Regions from separate parts of the Mus musculus genome. Here region 1 is linked to region 2. A link is a contact called in public HiChIP or PLAC-seq data. All regions are on one chromosome and are shown on one strand. Each heading gives the region's core, a stretch centred on a gene start, on an enhancer-like site or on the middle of the called end of the contact. The rest is flanking DNA. Distances are from core to core; before and after follow the strand shown. Region 1 holds the start of Upk3b (uroplakin 3B). Region 2 holds the start of Sh2b2 (SH2B adaptor protein 2).

Region 1 (5,898 bases), core at 2,003-4,502, 210 kb before region 2:
TCATGTCTCAACTCTGCAAAGATGCCAGATGAAGAAGCGAGGCCATTTGCCCATCAGAGGTCCAGGAGGCAGTGGGTCCTGGGTCCCAGTCCCAAGCAGGAGGCAGCCTGGGTGTCCTGATTAGGTTTTTGGTTGCCGTGTTTATATTGTTTTGTCAATCTGACAAAAGCTAGATACTTTTGGCAAGAGGGAACCTCAAATTGAGGAAACAGCCACCAGATTGACCTGTGGGCAAGTGTGGCTTGAGACCTAGCCCACTGTGGGCAGTGCAGCCCCTGGTGGGTGGTCTGGGGCTGTATAAGAAAGCAGGATGCAGCCATCAGGTGCAAAGTGGCTTCTATTTCAGTTCCTGCCTTGAATTTCTGCCCTGTCCTCTCAATGATGGAGTGTGACCTGAGATGTAAGCTGAAATAACCTTTTCCTCCAGGAGCTGCCTTTGGTCTTGGTGTTTTCTCATAGCAATAAAAACCCTAATTAAGATACTGAGCAAATGGGGCATGGTTGGCACAGGCCTTTAATCCCAGCCATTCTTGAGGCAGAGGCAGGCAGATCTCTGTGAGTTGGAAGCCAGCCTGGTCTACAAAGTAAGTTCTTGGATAGGTGCTCTTGTCACCAAGCCTGATGACCCTAGTTCGATCTCCAGGACCTACATTGTGAAAAGAGAGACAGTAAGGACTGCAAGCTGCCCTCTCACCCCGACGCATACACCAAGGCACAGACCCTTCCTCCCATGCACACAAAGATGTGGAATGGACAATAACAGAGTAATCCAAGAGCAAGTCAGGCCTGGGTGTGCAGGTCCACGAGCTGAGCTCTGTGTTCTCTAAGGCTGTGGCAGGAGGGATGCAAGTTCAAGGTCATGCTTGGGTAACAGAGTGAGTTTACAGCCCAGCGTGGCCAGTTCAAAGAAACCCTGCTTTAAAATTTAAAGAGGAAGGAGAGGGGTGGGACTGTCACCCCCTAATATGCCAGAGAAACCTGGGTCCAATTCGCGGTGGACATTTTTGTCTTAAGGTTTGTGGCTGTTCTTTGAGCATGAGGATTTAGCCCAATGGTAGAGTGCTTGCCCAGCAAATGCAAAGCTCTAAATTCCCCAACACTAAAAAATAAAAATAGAAAAAAATAGAGGACCGGGATTAGAGCTATAAGGAATGTTTGCCTGGTGTGCTCTAAGTCCTGCGTTCAGTTTTTAGTCCCTCAGCCCAACAGTAAAACCCACTGCTGTAAGCTGTCCATTATAGTCAAAGTACAGAGAGACAGAAGGTAGATCTGGAGTCAGTGGAGGAGTGGGGAGGACCAAGGATCAACTGTTTAAGGCAGTCTTCCCCTTTGGGATAATGAAAGGGATTTGGCATTAGCACTGATGGCCATACACCTTTATAAATATCTTTTCTTTCTTTTTAATTGAATTAATTTATTTTTGTAGTTAGGGGACTACACCCAGGGTCATATGAATGCCAGACAATTGTTCTCTTATTGAGGGGCTATCCCTAGTGTGAATCTTATGAAAATACTGAAAACCACCAACCTAGGGCTGTAGAGAATTTGCCTGGAATACCCTAATGAACAGCTCAGGGGTGACTCAGCAGTAGTGTTTGCCTAGAGTCCCCCAGTGAGGGGCTAAGGGTGTGGCTCAGTGGTAGAGCCCCTGCCTAGAATCCCCCAGGGAGGGGCTGGGGTGAGGCTCAGTGGTAGAGCCCCTGACTAGAATCCCCCAGGGAGGGGTTGGAGGCGTGTGTGTGTGTGTGTGTGTGTGTGTGTGTGTGTGTGTGTGTGTGTGTGTATGTGTGTTAGTTTGAATGAGAATTCCCCCATAGGCTCATATGTTTGAATACTTGGTCCCTATTTGGTAGAACTGTTTGGGAAGGGTTAGGAGGTGTGGCCTTGTTGGAGAAAGTGTGTCACTAGGGGTGGACTTTGGAGTTTTTAAAGCCATTTCCAGTGTTTTCTTTCTATCTCCTACTTGAGGATCAGTATGTGAGCTTTTGCGTATTTCTACTGCCACGCCATTGCTCCACCATCATGGACTCTAACCCTCCAAACAGCAAGCCCAACTAAATGCTTCTTTTATAAGTCGCCTTGGGCATGGTGTTTTGTCATAGCAATGGAAAGGTGACTACATCAGCATGGATGCAAGGAACTGTGTACCAACCAGGTCTTCAATAACAAACAAAAAAGGCACATTCATGCTGCTGTAGTAGTGCACACATGAATCCCAGAATTTGGAAAAAGGTGGCAAGAAGATCATGAGTTCAAGGCCAGCCTGGACTACACAGCAAGAATTCCTAGTTGGCCAGAGATTCTTAGCAAGATCTGTTTGAAAAGCATACACACACACAGGGTCACTGGTCTGTGGGTCTTATAGCGGGTGTGTGTGTGTGTGTGTGTGTGTGTGTGTGTGTGTGTGTGTGTGTGTTTGGTTGCCAGGTTGCTTGCAGAAGCTAGCAGTGCCTATCTGTGATCACAGGGGCATCAAAAGTTCAAAGACTGCCAGGCAGAGAGAGACACACGCCTTTAATCCCAACATTTGGGAGGCAGAGGCAGGTGGACCTTTGAGTTCAAGGCCAGCCTGGTCTACAGAGTGAGTTCCAGGACAGTCGGGGCTACACAGAGAAACCCTGTCTGGAAAAACCAAAAAAGGAAAAAAGAAAAAAAAAAAAAAGAGTTCAAAAGTCATCTTCTGTTATATAGTGAGTTTGAGGCTAGTCTGTACTACATGGGAACCTGTCTCAAAAACAGACAAACAAACTTAAAACGACATAGAATAAGACTCGTAGGGTTAGCACTCAGGAGACAGAGGCAGGCAGATTTCTGAGTTCGAGGCCAGCCTGGTCTACAAAGTGAGTTCCAGGACAGCCAAGGCTACACAGAGAAACTCTGTCTCGACAAAACAAAACAAAACAAACAAACAAAAAGGACTTGTAGGGTTTGTATAAACAAAATGTTTGTCAGTCACCAAAGGCTGTCCCGTCCTTTCGGAGGACTAGTGCTTCCACTGGAGAAGGAACGGACATTCCGAGCTGGGGAAGACATATCTCCTTGGGCACAGGCTACATGGAGGGCAGGCAGTGTCTGGGAGCTGCTTTGGGGCTGGACTAGGTCAGGGCCAGCCTACCACACAGGCTCTCCCCTCTCCTCACTTCCTGGATAAGGATGGATGGCCAGAGGGTGGCTCCTGGCACCCAGAGTTCAGGAATCCTAGGCATGTGGTTCTGGGCCCAGATAGAGGAGGGGAGTCTCCCTCCCAGGGCCAGGGAGTAAGGTGGTACCACAATTTAGACATCAGCTTTGGGATGGAGGTGACTGGGGGGTCACGTGAAGGCCAACCCTAAATGGCTCCTCTCCCTTAGTTCTGGAGTGGGGCCCCTGTTCAGGAGCCCACTGAGCCCCTCCCTGGGGTGGGCTGGGAGCAGGGAGGGGTGAGCTCATAGGTTCAGGTCTTTCCTGTTCTCCTGGCAGTCCAAGTGACCAGCAACTGTAGGCCAGAGGTGTCGGAGGTGGGGTGAGACAGGACCAGCCCCTAAGCCTGGTCAGGCCTGATCAAGTGCTGTGGCAGTCATGGTGCGAACGCGGTGGCAGCCTCACCCTCCGCCGCCCCTGCTTCTCCTGGTGCTCGTGTGGCTCCCCCAAAGCCTGAGTCTAGGTGAGTGGAGCTCTTGCAATGGATGCCCTTAGCCAAACCTAGGGTTCTGGGAACCTATTACACCTCCTGGACCGAGAGAATCGGGGAGGGGAGGGGGAGCCCCACAGAACAGCAGTGCTTATCTCGATTCTCACCTTTGTCCCCCATGGCTATAGACCTGATTGCCTACGTGCCGCAGATAACAGCCTGGGACCTGGAAGGGAAGATCACAGCCACTACATTCTCTCTGGAGCAGCCTCGGTGCGTCTTTGATGAGCATGTCTCAACTAAGGACACCATCTGGCTAGTGGTGGCTTTCAGCAATGGTGCGTGCTGAGGACTTGGGGTCTTGGGGTGAGGGCATGGGCTGAGAAGAGATACCCGAGGATCTGGGTGGATGGTAACATTGACCTTGTCTCTGGGTGTGAGGGTCAGGACTGTAGATTAGATTAGCCAGGGATGTGTTGAGCACAAGGTGGGCAAAGCCTGTCCTTTTTTTTTTTTTTTTTTTGAGACAGGGTCTGCTGTAGCCCAGGTGACCTTAAACTTCTGAGCTTACTGCCTCCACCTTCCAATTGCTGGGACGGTGGGCATGCACAACCATGCCAGTCCATGTGGTACCAGGGATAGAGGCCAGGGTTTATGCATTGCTAGGCAAGTACAACCTTCCTAATGCTGACGCCCCTTCAACGCAGTTCCTCATGCTGTGGTGACCCCCACCCCAACAAAAAAATTATTTCATTGCTATTTCATAACTGTAATTTTGCTACCAATACGAATTTTTAATGTAAATATCTCATGTGTGATCCTGAGTTGTTGGAGCCCCGATGGGGATCGAGACCCATTATGTCACCTGGGGAAGTGGGGTCACGCCCTCTGCAGATCGCTTCCTGGGACAGAAGCAGTCCGCTGCTCTCTATTCCTTTAAAATAACTGTCTTGCACTTGCTTATTTATTGTATGTAGCAGTCCAGACGTGATCGTGGGCAATTCAGAGGACAGCTTGAGGGAGTCAGGTCTCTCCTTCCAACCTGTGGGTCCTGGGGATCAAACGTAGGTCGGCAGATTTGGCCACAAGCGCCTATCTTATTAATAGACCTAACAGGGCCACAGCCTGCTCTTGCCTCTATCTGTCCCTTTTTCCTCCAGCCTCCAGGGACTTTCAGAACCCACAGACTGCTGCTAAGATCCCGACCTTCCCACAGCTGCTGACTGACGGCCACTATATGACATTACCCCTGTCCCTGGATCAGCTGCCATGTGAGGACCTGACCGGTGGCAGTGGAGGTGTCCCCGTGCTTCGGGTGGGCAATGATTTTGGCTGTTACCAGCGACCCTATTGCAACGCCCCCCTCCCCAGCCAGGGCCCTTACAGGTGGGTTGTCAGGAGCCCCTGCCCTGGGATTGGGTGTCTTCAGGGAAGGAGGTGGGACTTCTTGGACTAAGATTCAGACCCTGCCCCCTTCTTCTGAATGAGGGCCAGCTATAGCTCCACCCCTTTGTTAGCCACAGTTTCCTTTCTTTGCATAGTGAGGTTTCAAAAAGACCGGACAGCTCTGTGCAGTGGTGTCATAGCCAATGAGGCGATTATTGAATCGCTGACTGAAAACTTATTATTATTGCTGACTGAAAACTTTCCCCCAAAAGATCTTTCAATTTGCTGATCGCAGTGACATACTCATGTGATCTCAGCACTGGAGACAGAGGAAGGAGGTTCATGAGTTCAAGGCCAGGTGCAGGTACATAATGAATTTGAGATAAGCTACTACTTAAGACCTTAAAACAAAAGATCGGCAGCTGGCTGGGGATGTAGCTCCGTTGGTAGGCGTTTAGTCTCTGTGTATGAAGCCCTCCGTTCCATCCCAGCACTCAAGAGGTGAAACGGCAGGAAACGCAGGAGTATGTTATTCACAGCCACAAATTGAATTCAAGGCTAGCCTGGGCTATATGAGACAGTTATTTCAAAAAACCAAAAGATACCCCCAAAAAAAACAAAACAAATAACAAACAAACAACAACAAAACCCAGATGTGTTCTAAGAGGGGAATGTGGATTTCTGCGTGAAACCAGTTACTGGTCTCAAGAGGATCTGACAGAATTCCCAACCCATAGCAGAGATGAAGAAACAAGGCCTGCTGTGCTAGGATTCAAACAAGGTTCTCTTCAGTGTTCATCACCAGATGAAGAGCCCAGGTGCCCTCAGAGAGACTCCGTAGTGGGGAGCCTAGACTTCGGGGTGATGTCTCCCTCTGATTCCTTTATCCAGGCTGGCAATAA
Region 2 (5,252 bases), core at 1,643-4,142:
AATGACTTCGTAGGTAAAGGTGTTTGCCACCAAGTCTGATGACCCTAGTGGCATCCCCAGGACCCACATGGTGGAAGGAGAAAGCTGACTTCCAAAGTTGTCTTCTGATGTCCACATGTATGCCACAGCAGGGCATGCCCGTAACACACACACACAAATAAATGTTATAAAAATTACAACAACAACAACAACAAAAATTACAACAACAACAACAACATCAGAGCTTAAGCTCTTGCCCAGGGGAAGTGGCTTGGGAGTCTCTGATCTGGGGACTGAGTGACTTTGGGCAAATCATTCTACGTCCCCTAAATTTGTTTTGTGACAATGCTCAGAGTTTGGCACAGGTCAGCTGAGATCAAGTTAGTTAGCCCTGGGAGGCAGAGACTCCACTGGCTAGCTGTCCCTTACCTTCAGCACTCCTCTCCCTCTCCCCTCCCCCTCCCTCCCTCCCATCCTCCTTCCCTCCCCCTCTTCCCTGGGTGTGTGTTCCATGTCTTCCTTGGGGACTCCTAGTAAGTAGGTAAGAGGGACTAAGAAGCTTTGGGAAGAGTTTCTTCACAACTGGGGGAAAGAAAGTGTGAGCATTAACTCTCTACTCCCCAAAACTGCTCAGTTCCGGATCACCCACAGTCCTCACTACCGAGGGTCACTCCTTCCAGGAGCATGTGTAGTCCTTACCGAGACTAAGGGAGATGGGTTCAAGAAAGCAGTAGCTGGCAAACTCTGGCTCTGTGGCCCTGCCCCATGAAACCCACCCTGCCTCAGGCTGGTGAAGCAGCCTACTTAGCAGGGGAAGGCGCTCACCATCTCACCTTGTGAGCTCACCCCTGGAGCCCCACATAAAGGTGGAAAGAGAGACCGAAAAGTCCACAGATCTTTGCATGTGCTCGGAGGCATATGTGCCCACACACATCACACACACACCACTCCCACCACCACCACCAACAGGAATAAATATAATTTAAGAATCAATTAAATATGTATAGCATTGGAAATGTAAATGAGCTAAATACCTAATAAAAAATGGAAAAAAAAAGAATCAATTAAATACAGGCAGAAATCTCTCTCACTTCAAGCCTGGTCTACATAGAGAGTTTCAGGCCATAGTGAGACTGTCTCAAACAACAACAACTAAGCAAACAAAACCATGATGCCTCACACTAGCCGAATGGGATTTTGAAAGATTTTTTCCCCCCCAGACATCTTGGAAATCAAAAGATATATATTGAAGGTGATACAGTGTAGCGGTTTCAGATTCCCCGTTCCTTACAGCCTCCTGGGGGAACCACTTATCTGGGGGGTGACTGCCCAAGTAGGAAGGGTGCTCCCCAAGAGGAGCAATTCCATCAGATCCCCTGGCAGAAACACTTATTTGGCACACGAGGTAATTCAGCTCAGGGGGCAGACAGAGATCAGGTTGATGAGATGGCTCAGTGGTAACAAGACGTGCGCCAAGCCTGATGACCTGAGTTCGGTCCCCAGAACCCATGTAAAGAAAGAACTGACTCTCGAAAGTTGTCCTCACACACTCACACACACACACACACACACACACACACACACACACACACTCATAAATAAACAAGCAAAAATTTTTAAAAATTCCACAAAGGGGCAGAGATGAAGCTCAACACTGGTCTGACAGCCCCACCCCCTACATCACCTCTGGTGAACTAGACTCTGGTTTACCCACGTTCACAGCCTCTTTGGGGGATACCCTGCGACTGTCCGATCACTGCAGACTTCTGACCTCAAAGACTCCACTGAGGGACTCTATGCGAGGGTGGAAGGGTAGGAAAGCCCTGGCGCGTCCCAGCCTCTGCCTGGCTCCGGCCCGCAGCCCTGGCGCGTTTCCTACACGCGCAGCTCACAGGTTCATCAATGGCCTAGGCCGAAGGGGCTGAATGGAGGGCACTAACCCGCCCCTTCTTAAAGGCGCCGGCCTGTCACCCTCGGCGATCCTCCTCTCAAACCCGGGGCTGCTCCGGAGCTCCAGAGTGGGCGGGTCACGAATAGTGGCCGTGGGAAAGAGGGCCTGGGCCGGAAAGAGAGTGTCCCCACGGGGTCACTGTGGCCCAGCGAGACCCCAGCGTGTAGCCATCACCCTCATGCTGTGTTGACCCACCTCCTCCCAGACCCTGGAAGAGACCTGAACGTCCCCTCCCCCCAGCATCGGATCCCTTCCTGTAGAGGACCAGCTGCGCTCGCCCCTCCAACCAGCCAGGGTCTGATGAGGGGAAAGGGGCTCAGCTGCTCCAGAGGTGGCTTCTTTCTCCCACCTCAGCTTCCCGTTACTCTCCACTTCTCCTGGGCAGTGGGTCTAGGATCCGATCCCAGAGGGGTTCATCCCCCTCTGTCGCGCGTCCTCCTCCCTCCCACCGGTGCACACAAAGACACGCTCGGACCCGGGCGCGTGCGACCGCGCTTCCCGGGGAGGCGGTGAGCACACACCACACACCTCATCACACACACACACACACACACACACACACACACACACACACACACCCTCGGGGACAGCTGGGCACCGGGTAGAGTAAAGGACCGTGGGGACAGGGAGCTGAGAACAAGCAGGCCGTACCTACAGGCGCGCAGCTTCGGCCGCGCGGGCTGGGGCGCCGGAGGAGCGCTGCCCGGACCGCGGCTGGGATCCCCGGACCCGGTGGCGCATGGCCCTCCGGGCCGTAGCTCCGCCCTTGGTGGCCGGTGGCGGCGGCAGCGGGGGTGGCTCCCGCTTCCCTGGCCTGCAGCTTGCGAGGCGGTCTTGGCGGTCCTGGTGCGGCCCCCTTGAGGTTCTCTCCCTCTTCAGGCTCCCGAGCTCCGCGCGCTCCGATCCCAGACTCGCGCGCCGCGCGCCCCTGGCCCTCCTCCTTGCCTGAGCAGCGCGCGCCTCTGGGCCCCGCCCCACCACTAGCCCCGCCCCAACACGCCCCCCCGCTTCAGGCCCCTCCTTTGCCGCACCCCCCGCCCACGCGGCGCGAGCCACTAGCCACGCTCCCAAGTCCTTCCCCAACCCCCAACCCCGGCTCTCTCTCCGGAGCCCCAGTGGCGCCGGCTAACCGCTCTGTCTTCCTCCGGACAGTGGCTGAGCAGAAAGACCCGGGTGCCCAGGTCTCGTTGCCAGTCGAAGGAATCCCTCTCGTGTGGGAGCGTCTCCCGAAGCCCAGGGTGGTGGCCCCCAAGGGCAGGATTGGAGGATGTTCTACGTGATGGGTCACCCCGGGCGTGGACACCCTATAAATGTCTCTGGGTTACTGAGAGTCAGACAGGGGCGGGCGCTGTAGGCCGACCCTCCGCCAGAGGACAATGGAAGCCTCGAGGAGGTCCAGATGTCGCAACCAAGGAAATGTCTGTCTGGTTCTCAACATCCAGGAGCCCAGAGCCACGCCCCCTGTCTTCCTCCTGCCCTCGGGGTGCGGGAAACCGCCCAGGATTTCGGATCTGGGGAAGAGCTCCTACACACAGGTCCTCCCCACTCAGCTTTACTCTGGTCCCACCAGGAGAGGTGTCTGAGGTCGTCCAGGATTCTGCGAAGTCCTCACTCTGGGTTGGCGACAGAACCAGAACTAGGTATTGCCTGGCCTGACTTCTCTGGTGGCGCTCTAGGGCATCCCGAGGGGTAAAGAGACCAGAGGAGATGGAATAACCTGGTGACTAGAGGCGCGGGGAGGAGTCAGATGGGGTTGACACATGCCCATAATCCCAACGCGCTTCGGACGGAGGAGGGAAGCAATAGTTTGAGACCAGCCTAGGGTACATACTGTCTCAAAAAGCCAAAAAACGAAAAAAACGACAAAACCCCACAGGTGTGTGAGGGGATGCTCAGAGGTGAGGCCTGTGGCTTCTGCAGTGGATATGGTCCCTTGGGCCTGCTCTCCTCTCCTCCTTGCTCCCCATTTCAGGGAGACTTCTGTCTGTGTTGACCTCAGGCTGTGATCTGCCTGGAGTGCCTCCATCTGCTGCCCTCCTCCCACACGGGGTGGCCTCTGACCTTTGTAAAGTCCTTTCACTCACAGGAAATCAGATTCACTGATTATTTTCCAGGAAGCAGCAGGGGTGGCATGGGGCTGGGGGAACTGGGCTGACATTGGAGAGATGGGGTGTGCTGAGCACATGGGAACTTGCTGGGGGCCACCGAAACCAGCCAGACCTCTGTTGAGGCCTGCCTGGGTACCTGTTTCTTCTCAGCCACACAGGGACCAGCAGCTGCCCTGTCTCTAGACCTGGCCAGCAAACACTTAATGAAAGTTTAGGCTGGAATCCAGCCATTGATTGAACTCATGTGGCTGTGAACCAGGAGGTTCCCAGTCAGGAAGGGTAGTATAGGGGTGAGAGAGAAACTGAACCCCTGGGTGGTCTGGCTATAGAACCCACTGTCCCCACTGCTTAGGGAGATGGGATGCTGGGGACATGAAAGAGGACTTACCTGGATCTAAGTTGTGGCTTAAATTCAATGGTGAGCTGTCAGTGACTGGCGAGGATTCTGGGATGGGAAACCCAGAATAAGACAATGGTTCTGATCTCTCAGAGGAGGAAGTGAGGAGTGAGTCTAACCCACATGAGGAACTGACAGGACACATAGAAGGAGGGTGGCAGTGATTGGCTGAGAGCAGCTGTCATGGAGATTGGAATGAGGTTTAAGGGTGACAGGTGCATCCGGGCTCCCTGAGGATAGAAGACTTTGGGGCCTTGGAGGAAAATCAGCTAGGACAGATGATAAGGGGTGCTTTTATGGTGGGCTCTGAAGGAGGGGCCTCCCTGGATGCAGAGATCAGAGAAAGCTTGGAATTAAACCTGACATGGACATAGCCCAGTGAGTCTTTTTTTAAAAAAATATATTTTATGTATATTAGTACCTTGCACACAAGATGGAATCAGACAGGTGTCAACTACTGTGTGGGTGCTGGGAATTGAACTCAGGACCTTCAGAAGAGCAGTGAGTGCTCTTAACCACTGAGCCATCTCTCCAGAACTCCCCTCCCGGCCTTTCTTTTTCAAAGACAGGATTTTTTTTTTTTTTTTTTTTTTTTTTTTGGGTAGCCCTGGCTGTCCTGGAACTCACTCAGTAGAACTAGGCTGGTCTTGAACTCACAGAGAGCCACCTGCTCCTGGTCCCTGAGTGTTGGGATCAGAAGCGTGCATCACCATTGCCCAGCTCCCAGTAAGTCTTGCTTTGTGAGTGGGACAGACTGGGGAAAGTTGGTTCTCAGATTGCTGGAGTGTGATGGCTTTGGTACATTTGGCAAGCAGGG

What was found. HiChIP or PLAC-seq counts read pairs in DNA pulled down with a chosen protein or histone mark.
Region 1: a contact with region 2 is called in an H3K4me3 HiChIP or PLAC-seq map of embryonic stem cells, with 2.9 times the contacts expected there. The contact joins the promoter of Upk3b here to the promoter of Sh2b2 in region 2. A contact is called at or near these places in 3 of 39 promoter capture datasets (the SN4741 cell line, embryonic stem cells and pre-B cells), 2 of 15 datasets of contacts at CTCF or cohesin (the G1E-ER4 cell line and embryonic stem cells), 13 of 484 Hi-C or Micro-C datasets (the Ba/F3 cell line, CD8 T cells, the G1E-ER4 cell line and 5 more), 3 of 115 datasets of contacts at active chromatin or transcription factors (embryonic stem cells and pancreatic cancer cells) and 4 of 9 other capture datasets (adipose tissue, embryonic stem cells, liver and 1 more).

Annotation. Positions count from the first base shown.
Region 1 is chr5:136,035,244-136,041,141 of GRCm38.p6, forward strand. Upk3b (uroplakin 3B) reads left to right here and starts at 3,253. Exons shown (of 6, transcript NM_175309.4): 1 at 3,253-3,643; 2 at 3,799-3,948; 3 at 4,771-4,996. The coding sequence starts at 3,559.
Region 2 is chr5:136,242,048-136,247,299 of GRCm38.p6, forward strand. It overlaps Sh2b2 (SH2B adaptor protein 2), which reads right to left and starts at 2,893. Exons shown (of 9, transcript NM_018825.4): 1 at 2,582-2,893. It overlaps Gm30408 (a long non-coding RNA gene), which reads left to right and starts at 3,388. Exons shown (of 4, transcript XR_868600.2): 1 at 3,388-3,570.